Linked DNA regions of Mus musculus: region 1 is linked to region 2. The links are chromatin contacts, called in public Hi-C maps. All regions are on one chromosome and are shown on one strand. Each heading gives the region's core, a stretch centred on a gene start, on an enhancer-like site or on the middle of the called end of the contact. The rest is flanking DNA. Distances are from core to core; before and after follow the strand shown. Region 1 overlaps Zfat (zinc finger and AT hook domain containing). Region 2 has its middle 490 kb from the start of Zfat.

The links. Hi-C and Micro-C count contacts between places; a contact is called where the count stands out from the background.
Region 1: a contact with region 2 is called in a Hi-C map of bone marrow-derived macrophages, with 16 read pairs. The contact joins two enhancer-like sites. A contact is called at or near these places in 1 of 484 Hi-C or Micro-C datasets (bone marrow-derived macrophages) and 1 of 9 other capture datasets (embryonic stem cells).

Annotation. Positions count from the first base shown.
Region 1 is chr15:68,172,532-68,177,139 of GRCm38.p6, forward strand. The region is part of intron 7 of Zfat (zinc finger and AT hook domain containing); the gene reads right to left. Among named protein-coding and RNA genes, the nearest start is that of Zfat, 84 kb to the right of the region's middle. Within about 2 kb of position 3,335, at least 16 of the 459 cell types and tissues checked have an H3K27ac peak or open chromatin away from gene starts, as enhancers often do. A contact at or near this core is called in bone marrow-derived macrophages, where this site is marked.
Region 2 is chr15:67,765,797-67,770,578 of GRCm38.p6, forward strand. No RefSeq gene overlaps it. Among named protein-coding and RNA genes, the nearest start is that of Zfat, 490 kb to the right of the region's middle. Within about 2 kb of position 2,010, at least 6 of the 459 cell types and tissues checked have an H3K27ac peak or open chromatin away from gene starts, as enhancers often do. A contact at or near this core is called in bone marrow-derived macrophages, where this site is marked.

The DNA.
Region 1 (4,608 bases), core at 2,085-4,584, 410 kb after region 2:
GGGGTACAACTTCCCAATAGGCCCCTCTGAGGCCTCTGGAGAAGAATACAAAGGCGAATCAGGGGGCCTTCTTTGAGTGACAGATTCCCAAAGCCCACAGCGGGAGGCCAGGAGTCTTACTCCTAACGAAGGCAACAGTGGCACTAAGGTTCAGGGAGGTCTCCAGTGAAATCACTTAGGTCAAGAGCTTACACACTTATTTAATAGGGACCCAGAAACCCAGCCGCTTAACAGCTTCTGCTCCCTCAACTCTCCACTGCACCCAACAACACTAATACTCACTGACATTCAAACACTTAACACCAAAACAAACAAAAAAAACCTCTGGAAGTGACCCTTGCCCTGTGTGGGAGTGAACTCTACCTTAGTCTACTGGATCCCCCTTTTGTGATCCAGGCATGACTGAGTCAAATGTTTGTACTACCCTCTAATGAATCATGATCTGGGGATCTTGTCCTTCACTAACCTAATTAAATCCCCTTAGCCTTAAGAGATGAGGGAAGTATTCTGTCTCCAATTTACAAGGGAGAGAACTGAGGCTCAAAGAGCCTATGTGATTTGCACAGAAATCATCAAGACCAGCGTGGAAGTGGAATGAGCACCAGAACCCAGAGCTCCCTTGCGGTCGACTAAAATCGTGTTTCCCCAAGTCGCCTTTTCACAAAGTTTTAATAATTTTACAGTTGTTTTTGTTAGTGTTTTATCACAGTAACAAGAAGGGCCCCGAGATGTATACCATTTTATATGAGGATACCAAGCATCCTCAAAATGTCCTATGACCTGGGCCAGTTCCCATGGAGGGATGACTGCACTCCCTCACTACAACCTGGCGCCATGTCCTTAGGAACGAGAAGGAAGTGGCAGTGAGAGGAAGGTACATCCTTCCCACTCTTCTTGATTGCTAGATGTGTTCTTAGCTGTGAAATACTATGAAGGTCACAGAAACTAGCAATTTGCTAGATTATCTCTGCATGCTAATACAACCAGAGTATGTCAGTATATGTAGGCTCATCTGGAGGTAGAGGACGGTATTTTAATTTCTGTTCTTCATAGGAATCTGTGTTCAAAGCAGAATACTAAAACAAAAGTGAGACCTTGGCCAACATTTTAACACATCTGATGTTCTCTTCAAGAGTACATATAAGAAAATCAAGCCCCAGGAGAAAGTTTCCATGGTTTCCTAGTAAGAGCAATATCATTCCCTGTCCCGGTAGATGCCGATGGGACTCAAGTCCAGTTGGACCACAGTAATGTAAGATGTTTCTACATCACCAGCAAGTTCACCCAGTCTCCCTGGAACTCTCTGAGTGATTTACAGTCAGCAGGAGGTCTCAGTGCTGGGACTCTGTCCTAGCTCCAAATCCCCAGTGTTATCTCTTCCTTGGCAGTGATGATGTGAATGTGTCAGCAATGGTAAAGGCAGGGATGGAAGGCTTGGCAGTGGAGAATATGAGCAGCTTCTCCTTAGATGCTTCGAAATCTTGAAAATCTTTTAAAGGGATGATTAACACTTAATTTCCGAAAGTTAAGATGCCTGTACAGATTTCACCAAGAGTTAGCTCAAGTGCTATGAATGCAACCAGCAGCACTGAAGGCTCGATCCTGCTGTGCTCACCACTAAAACTGCACTTCAAATGCTCAGCAACTCAGAGAGTGAGGGAAACTCCACACAAGGGAGCACTGCCCAACCATAAAACGGAGCAGAACATGAAGCCTGCTATCACATAAATAAAGAAGGACACTAGTCGCACACAGTTTGTGACCCTTTTATGTAAAATGTTCGTGGACATAGGAAGTGTCTAGGGACAGAGAAGGGAGTGGTGACAGCAGACAAGAAAGCCTTCCTATGGGACAACAGATGCTTTTTCTAAAGTTGCTGATGGCTACATAATCGTGTGTAGACTAAATTCTACTAAACTTCACGTTGTAAAAGAATAAATTATACCTTATGCACATCACAAATCAATAGAACAGCTTAAAAACAACCTTCCCTGCAGATGTGAAGTATTTTAGAGCTAACACCTTCATTATCAGGTCAACAGTGTCTACATGAACAGAAGATTTGTCCCTGTGTGGTATCCTCAGCCACAGGACAGAAATAAATTACATCAGGCTCAAAAGACAAATATCACACAATCTCAAAAGCTGGAGGTTTTCAAAGAAGTCCTCTTCACTGCAGAGGCAATACAGTCGCCCACTTCAGGAACAAGTGCTCAGGCATGAAATCAAAGTATTCGCAGTTTGAATGGTCATTTCCCCCTCCCCCTTTCTTGTCCCGAACATCCTCAACCTCACAGTCACACTCCACAGCGGCTCACGCTGGCTGGGGAGGGCAGGGTGTTGACCCGCTAGCCTTCTCCTCCTACTGGTGATCTGTTCATCCACAGAAAGCAGAGTGCTCCTTGCAGCAAGGGACAGTCTTCCTTGTATCTGAAGTCCCCTTGCTAGCATGCACAGGCCAAAGCCTCCCACTTCAGAAGCAGCAACAAGTTACGTACCTTTAAGAGTACCTCGGTTATTAGTCCCCAGACTTACTGTATCTTGTTAGGCCACATGGGCGGTTATCCCTGGGAGGCCCAATATTTTTAAGGGAAACAAAAGAGCAGTTGATCTATAGAGAGGGTAGGCTGGGCGGGGGTGGGGATAGTGGGGAGGAAGGGTGGAGGCAGGGAAAATTGATATCTGGATGTAATGTATGAGAGAAGAAGAAAAGTTAAAAACCAACCAAACAAACAAACAAACAAACAAAGAGAGTTCTTCAATTGAACTGGGCAAGGTGGCTTCAACCTACAGTCCCAGATTTTAGGATGCCGAGGCCAGAGGAGTACTATGAATTTAGGCCAACCTGGGCTACAGAGTGAGGACCTGTTTTCAAAAACAACTTATCTCAATGGAAAGAATTACAAATACCAACAAGGGCAAAAGTAGAAATGAGACCCTAAGATCTTCTAAGAAAATGTGAGAACTAATGAGAAGCAAGACAGTATATCTCTTGTGACGTTTACTAAGCCACACTCCTTGCATCAGGATGTTATACTTCTCTAGGAGCAATGTGCAGATATTATTAACTCATGCAGCTTTCAGAATGGCTGCCACAGTAATACAGAAGTACTGTCTCCTGTCCCTACCTGGGCCATAGTCCACCTCTGCCACACTCCTTCAGAAGATGTACAAGTGTCCAAGAGCTTCATCACTAACACTGCTGACCCGCCAGCAGCCAGTGAAGAGCAATGGGCTGTGATAAGGCCATGGGATGCAATCTGCCAACCCTCACTCATGCCATAGCCACAGACAAAGTATTGCACAACAGAGACTTAGACACGAGACTCTACACAGTAGAGGAAGTGATTCCTAACAACTAGAGGGGACTTGGGAATTAAGTAAAAACACAAGGAAGTGACTACAAGATCAAGCCAGCAGCTTTCTGCCCCAAGGTTGGTCTCCCCAGAGCTTCTTCCACATTGCTAGAAGTGAGATCAGTGCTCGGAAAGAAGGTGCAATCACATTCCTCACCATGAAAGTAGAAAAGTGCTGTGTGACATTCCCTGGGGAGACGCAGACAAATGCTTACCCATTCCTTACAGGGGTCCAATGACAGAGCAAAGTGCATGTCAGTCAGAGACTAACCTGGAGAACCAATGAGTCTATTGGACTTCTTTATCTAACACAGGTGAGAGAGGGGTTACCCCAAAGGAGAAAAGTCTCACCTCAGAACCAATGACAACTAGCTAAACAGATGGAGTTCCAAGCATTTTGGTCAACACCCCGTACACACATACACACACACAATCTACACACTCTAGCATCCCCAAAGATCTCAAAGATATGTGTAGTTAGGGCTGAGTTATACACAGCTAGCTGCAGAGTACAGGAGACAGTAACTGTGACCAGGTGAGGGTCCAACGACCCTCTCTGTGCCCGTTTCTGTAAGAGAACATCAACATTCAATGTCACTGATCTCCAAGGGCCACTGCACTTAGCACAGCTGTTCAATGTCACTGATCTCCAAGGGCCACTGCACTTAGCACAGCTGTTCAATGTCACTGATCTCCAAGGGCCACTGCACTTAGCACAGCTGTTCAATGTCACTGATCTCCAAGGGCCACTGCACTTAGCACAGCTGTTCTGATGAATGTGTTGCTACCCTCAGAGGATAGCGTCTACAACAGCTGTTTATAAGTAAGAAGCAAAGCACACAAAGGCAAGACGAAAGACATCAGCTGCATACTCCTGATGCTCCCTCATGACCCTAGCGCTGTGGGATGTACACAAGAGACTGAGCATCAGCATCTAAGGAAGAAAACAACCAGGCTAGACGAGCAACTCCAGGCCATTCACAACTAACAGGCAAATTCTGCATGTGGAACAAGAGGCAGCCTAGGCTGCACAGTCAGATTTTCAGTGAACAATGGCTTAGCTCCTGTCGCCCATTTTACCTGAGTTCAGAAGCTCTAAGTCCAGAGCAGTGAGCTGCAAAACAATAGTCTATACCAAGCACTTAATGTCCTCCTTCACCTCACCCTCACCGCTCAGGTACACTGTGGCACAGATTATTTGCATTACTCATACCAAACACCAGGTAAGCAGTGGAGGAGTGAGGATTCAATC
Region 2 (4,782 bases), core at 760-3,259:
AGCTAAGTATCTGTATCCAAAAAGTAGTAATGAAAACATCAGGGCGAAGCAGAATTCTGGCTAGCCCGAACTAACTCTATTGTCACTAATACAGGGTAGGATAATCAGATATCTCCTGAGGAATAATTCAGTATTAGAAGCTTGTCAGATATGATCCAGAATAAAAGATGAGTTCTTGCTACATTTATATAAATCTAGAGGTGGTGCACATACCTTTAATCCCAGCACTCTGGAGGCAGAGGCAGGCGGATTTCTGAGTTTGAGGCCAGCCTTGTCTACAGAGTGAGTTTCAGGACAGCCAGGGCTATACAGAGAAACCCTGTCTCAAAAAAAAAAGAAAGAAAGAAAGAAAGAAAGGAAGGAAGGAAGGAAGGAAGGAAGGAAGGAAGAAAGAAAGAAAGAAAGAAAGAAAGAAAGAAAGAAAGAAAGAAAGAAAGAAAGAAAGAAAGAAAGAAAGAAAGACAGACACAAGTGGGTCTTCAAGAAGATTGGAATATCTATGTGTTAAATAATTTTAGACGTTAAATCTGAGAGGTGCAAGGCTACTAAAGAAAGGATGGAACTATGAAATATAGACTTGGTTGGTTATGGTCAGCAATTTGCAAGACTCATAAAATTGTATGTTATTCACAAAGGGATTTTCTGGAGATGCAATGTTCTCTTGTAATTGACTCCTCATGACCATAGAACATACATCAGGTAGTTTGTTTTCTAATACATGTTCCATGTATGAATAACACTTCTGAGTGCTTATCCAAAGAACTCCAAGTTAAATGATCACAGAGACATGAATATTATTGTTAACAGAAGCACTATCCACAATAGCTAAGTCATATAATCAACATACATGCTTAAAAACAGATGACTGCACAAAGAAAGGGTGGTGTTTCTGCTGGAAGGAGAAATAATAAGTTATATTGTTTACAGGAAAACAGATTCAATAATTAGGTAAACTAAGCAAGTTAAATACTGTATGTTTTCTATTACTTGTATATAGATATCTCTATAGATTTTATATGGGCACATGAAATCATGTATGAATGTTTTATATGAAAGCAGAACTGTCTAGGGTACATATGGAAACTAATAGAGAGGAGTGTTGAAAAGAGGACTAGGGGCCATGGGAGAGATTATTCTCAACATACATATGCTTTTATGAAAATGACATTGTATAATAGATTACCATATACAATGAATATACATTATGAAAATATTAAAATAGATCCTAAATAAATAAAATCAAAAAGAGTCACATGTTTTGTTTTGTTTTGTTTTGTTTGTCAAAGGAAAATATACCTGCTTGAAGCCCTGCACAAAAGCTGAGGTGACCAACAAAATGGAAAGTTCAAATCTCCAGCCGGGCGTGGTGGCACACGCCTTTAATCCCAGCACTCGGGAGACAGAGGCAGGCAGATTTCTGAGTTCGAGGCCAGCCTGGTCTACAAAGTGAGTTCCAGGATAGCCCAGGGCTACACATAGAAACCCTGTCTTGAAAAAACAAAAAAAAGTCTCAAATCCCCTACATAGGAGATGGCTTCACTATCCATTTTTCATCTTTCCAAGGGAGCACACATGCACATATTTCTGTTGTGGAAAAGCCAGAGAGACTGTTATATCTGTGACACCTCTTTGTCCCCTGTTGATCCTACCACTTTTACTCACATCTCCCAATTCCCTACAGACAACCCCTTTATCATCTGCTTTATGTACATGTAAACATTGCACTTTCATTTGCGGTCAACTCTTTAGCTGCCATGACTCCCACTGAAAAGCAGAGACCCTTTTATATGAAACTCCCAAGATAATATTGGGCCTTCAATATTCAGTGTACAATACAACTCTCTGGAAGGTCATCTTCTAGGTGTTGTCTGAGTTGCTTAGTGTTGCTGGGACAGAGTGCCCCGTCCAAGTGATTTATAGGACAAGAGATTTATGTATCCTAGCAGTCTTCAGGGACAGTTCACTATGGTCGGAAAGGCATAAATGCAGAAACAAGATGCATGTGCAATCCAAAAAGGAGAACTTACTGAGGAAGTCTAGTGACAAACTCACCCCCACTGCCACTCCTGTAGTGATCCACTTTTTCTAGCAAGATTCCACTTCCTATTAAGTTCCAGAGCCTTCCCAAACAGCATCACCAGCTGGGGACCAAGCCCTCAAACACGACCCTGTTGAAGACATCTCATATTCAAACTGTAATTAGTATTATTCTATGTGTTATGGGTTTTCCTTGGGGGCATTTTTGTATTAAATCATTAACTTCTGACCATCCTGTCTTTATTTAATCGCATATGTGTTCATTATCACACCAAGAGGGGAAGTACTCTGCTCACTACTATTTCTCCTTGATAATCACTCTCATTTACCTAGCCCTTCCTTACTGCAAACTTTCCTCCTGATGATCACCGGCTTTCTATTCCCACTGGTGTTCATGAATGTGGATTATAGGTACAGAGAGACTCCTGATAACATTGCCTGTAAATAGAGATGGCTTGGAACAGGCACAGGGAAAAGGGGGTGGTGGAGGAAAATGGTTTAAAATCTAAAGGAAAAGCCCATGTTTAATAATCTCAATCACAAGGTAGGAAAGTGAACTTCTTTCTTGGGTCTAATTATTCTTTTATAACTTCCATCTTTGCAAACAATCCCGATCACTTGTACTTTCTTCTTTTATATTCTTTCCTTGAATTACTTTACCTTTCTGCTAAAATCAAGTGTAGCCTATGATATCCTGCAGTTTACATACTTCTGCAATCCAGTTATTCATTCTTTGATTAACTATGTTCCTTCCAGAGAAGATTCCAGCGGCCTTGAAATGAAACATATCTTTTTGTTTGCTACCATCATCAGCTTAGGGCTTGCTTGTTTCTTCAGCTCTTGCTCTTTGATGAATATCTCTTTTTCTTCTCCTACTTTCTCCTGGCCTGACACTTGCCTGCTTTGGAATGCACTAAGGTCTGTGAAGACACCATAATTCTGTCTCCAATTGGTTGAATAACTCTGGAACTGTTTTATGTGTGTGTGTGTGTGTGTGTGTGTGTGTGTGTGTGTGTGTGTGTGTGTGTGTGTTGAAAAAATCTATCTATCTATCTATCTATCTATCTATCTATCTATCTATGTTGAAAACTTTTGGTGCTGCTTGATTACTTTCTTGTGTGATCTCTTTGTTTACTACTATGCTTGATGACTTTGTCTTTGATCTAAGAACTGGCCATGTTCTTTGGCTGTACCTAGAGTGATATAAAAGCAGGCTGGGAAGTGGATGCTCACATGGATGGATCACAGGGCTCCCAATGGAGGAGCTAGAGAAAGTAGCCAAGGAGCTAAAGGGATCTGCAACCCTATAGGTGGAGCAACATTATGAACTAACCAGTACCCCGGAGCTCTTGACTCTAGCTGCATATGTATCAAAAGATGGCCTAGTCGGCCATCACTGGAAAGAGAGGCCCATTGGACACGCAAACTTTATATGCCCCAGTACAGGGGAACGCCAGGGCCAAAAAGGGGGAGTGGGTGGGTAGGGGAGTGGGGGTGGATGGCTATGGGGGACTTTTGGTATAGCATTGGAAATGTAAATGAGCTAAATACCTAATTAAAAATGGAAAAAAAAGCAGGCTGGGGAAAAATAAAGCTGGTTCAGCCTCAGCACTGGCTGGAGTCAGGTTATAGTTTTGTCTAATTATCTTTTTCTTTTCAATCCTCCCTCCCTCCCTTGAGTCCCCGTTGACTAACTGAGATGCCTTGGATATCTATAGATGTAGATATATATATATATATATATAGATAGATAGATAGATAGATAGATAGATATAGGTATAGGTATAGGTATAGGTATAGGTATAGGTATAGGTATAGATATAGATATAGATATAGATATAGATATAGATATAGATATAGATATAACATATGTATACACACACATATATATTTATATCCATCCAAAATATATATGTATATACACATACATATATATCTTTACTTAAATAATTTATATTAAATATTTATATATTTCAGGAACTTCCATCATTTGAGAAGAAGAGACTTGATGAACTATAATATAAACCATATAGTTTCCAAGAAGTAAACTGCAAAGCCCATGCTTTGTCTGTCCAAGCTATGGAGAGATATAGAGGCAGCATCACTGGAGAGCCTGCTCATTCATTATCACTTAGATTATTTCTTGGGTCCCAGATAAATCTTACAAAAGCTGCCTACCATGCAGAGTCTAAAGAAGAAAACTGCAAAGCCCAAGCTTTGTCCTTCCCAGCTATTGAGACAGCATCACTGTAGAGCCTGCTTATTCCTCATCTCTTACATAGTTTCTTGGGTCCCCGATAAATCTTACAAAGGCTGCCTACCATGCAGAGTATAAGAGGTGAGATAAACACCTCCACTGTGTCCTCAAGGAAGTGCTATATTCAGAAAGATTGCTCTGTGCTGCTGAGAAATAGGTGCCAGAGGAGACAGAATTATTTTTCTTTCTCTCTCTCAATACATAACCACTGTTACTTCTCCTGTAACTGAAGCATAACAAGGACCTGACACATGACCCCAAACCACCTCCCTTCCAATGTGACAATCCAAATCTCTGGAATAACTATGGGATTAAAGCAATAAGATTCAAAGTGCTCAGCTCTGGTTAGGAGAAGACAAATTAAAAGCTGGATTTCTGACAGTCATGGTCAAAGCTAGAGACTTAATCAAAGTTGAATCCCAAACAAATTACTTCTCACATTTACATTTTTCAAATATATTCATATGATTTTTTGTTCACAAAAGTAA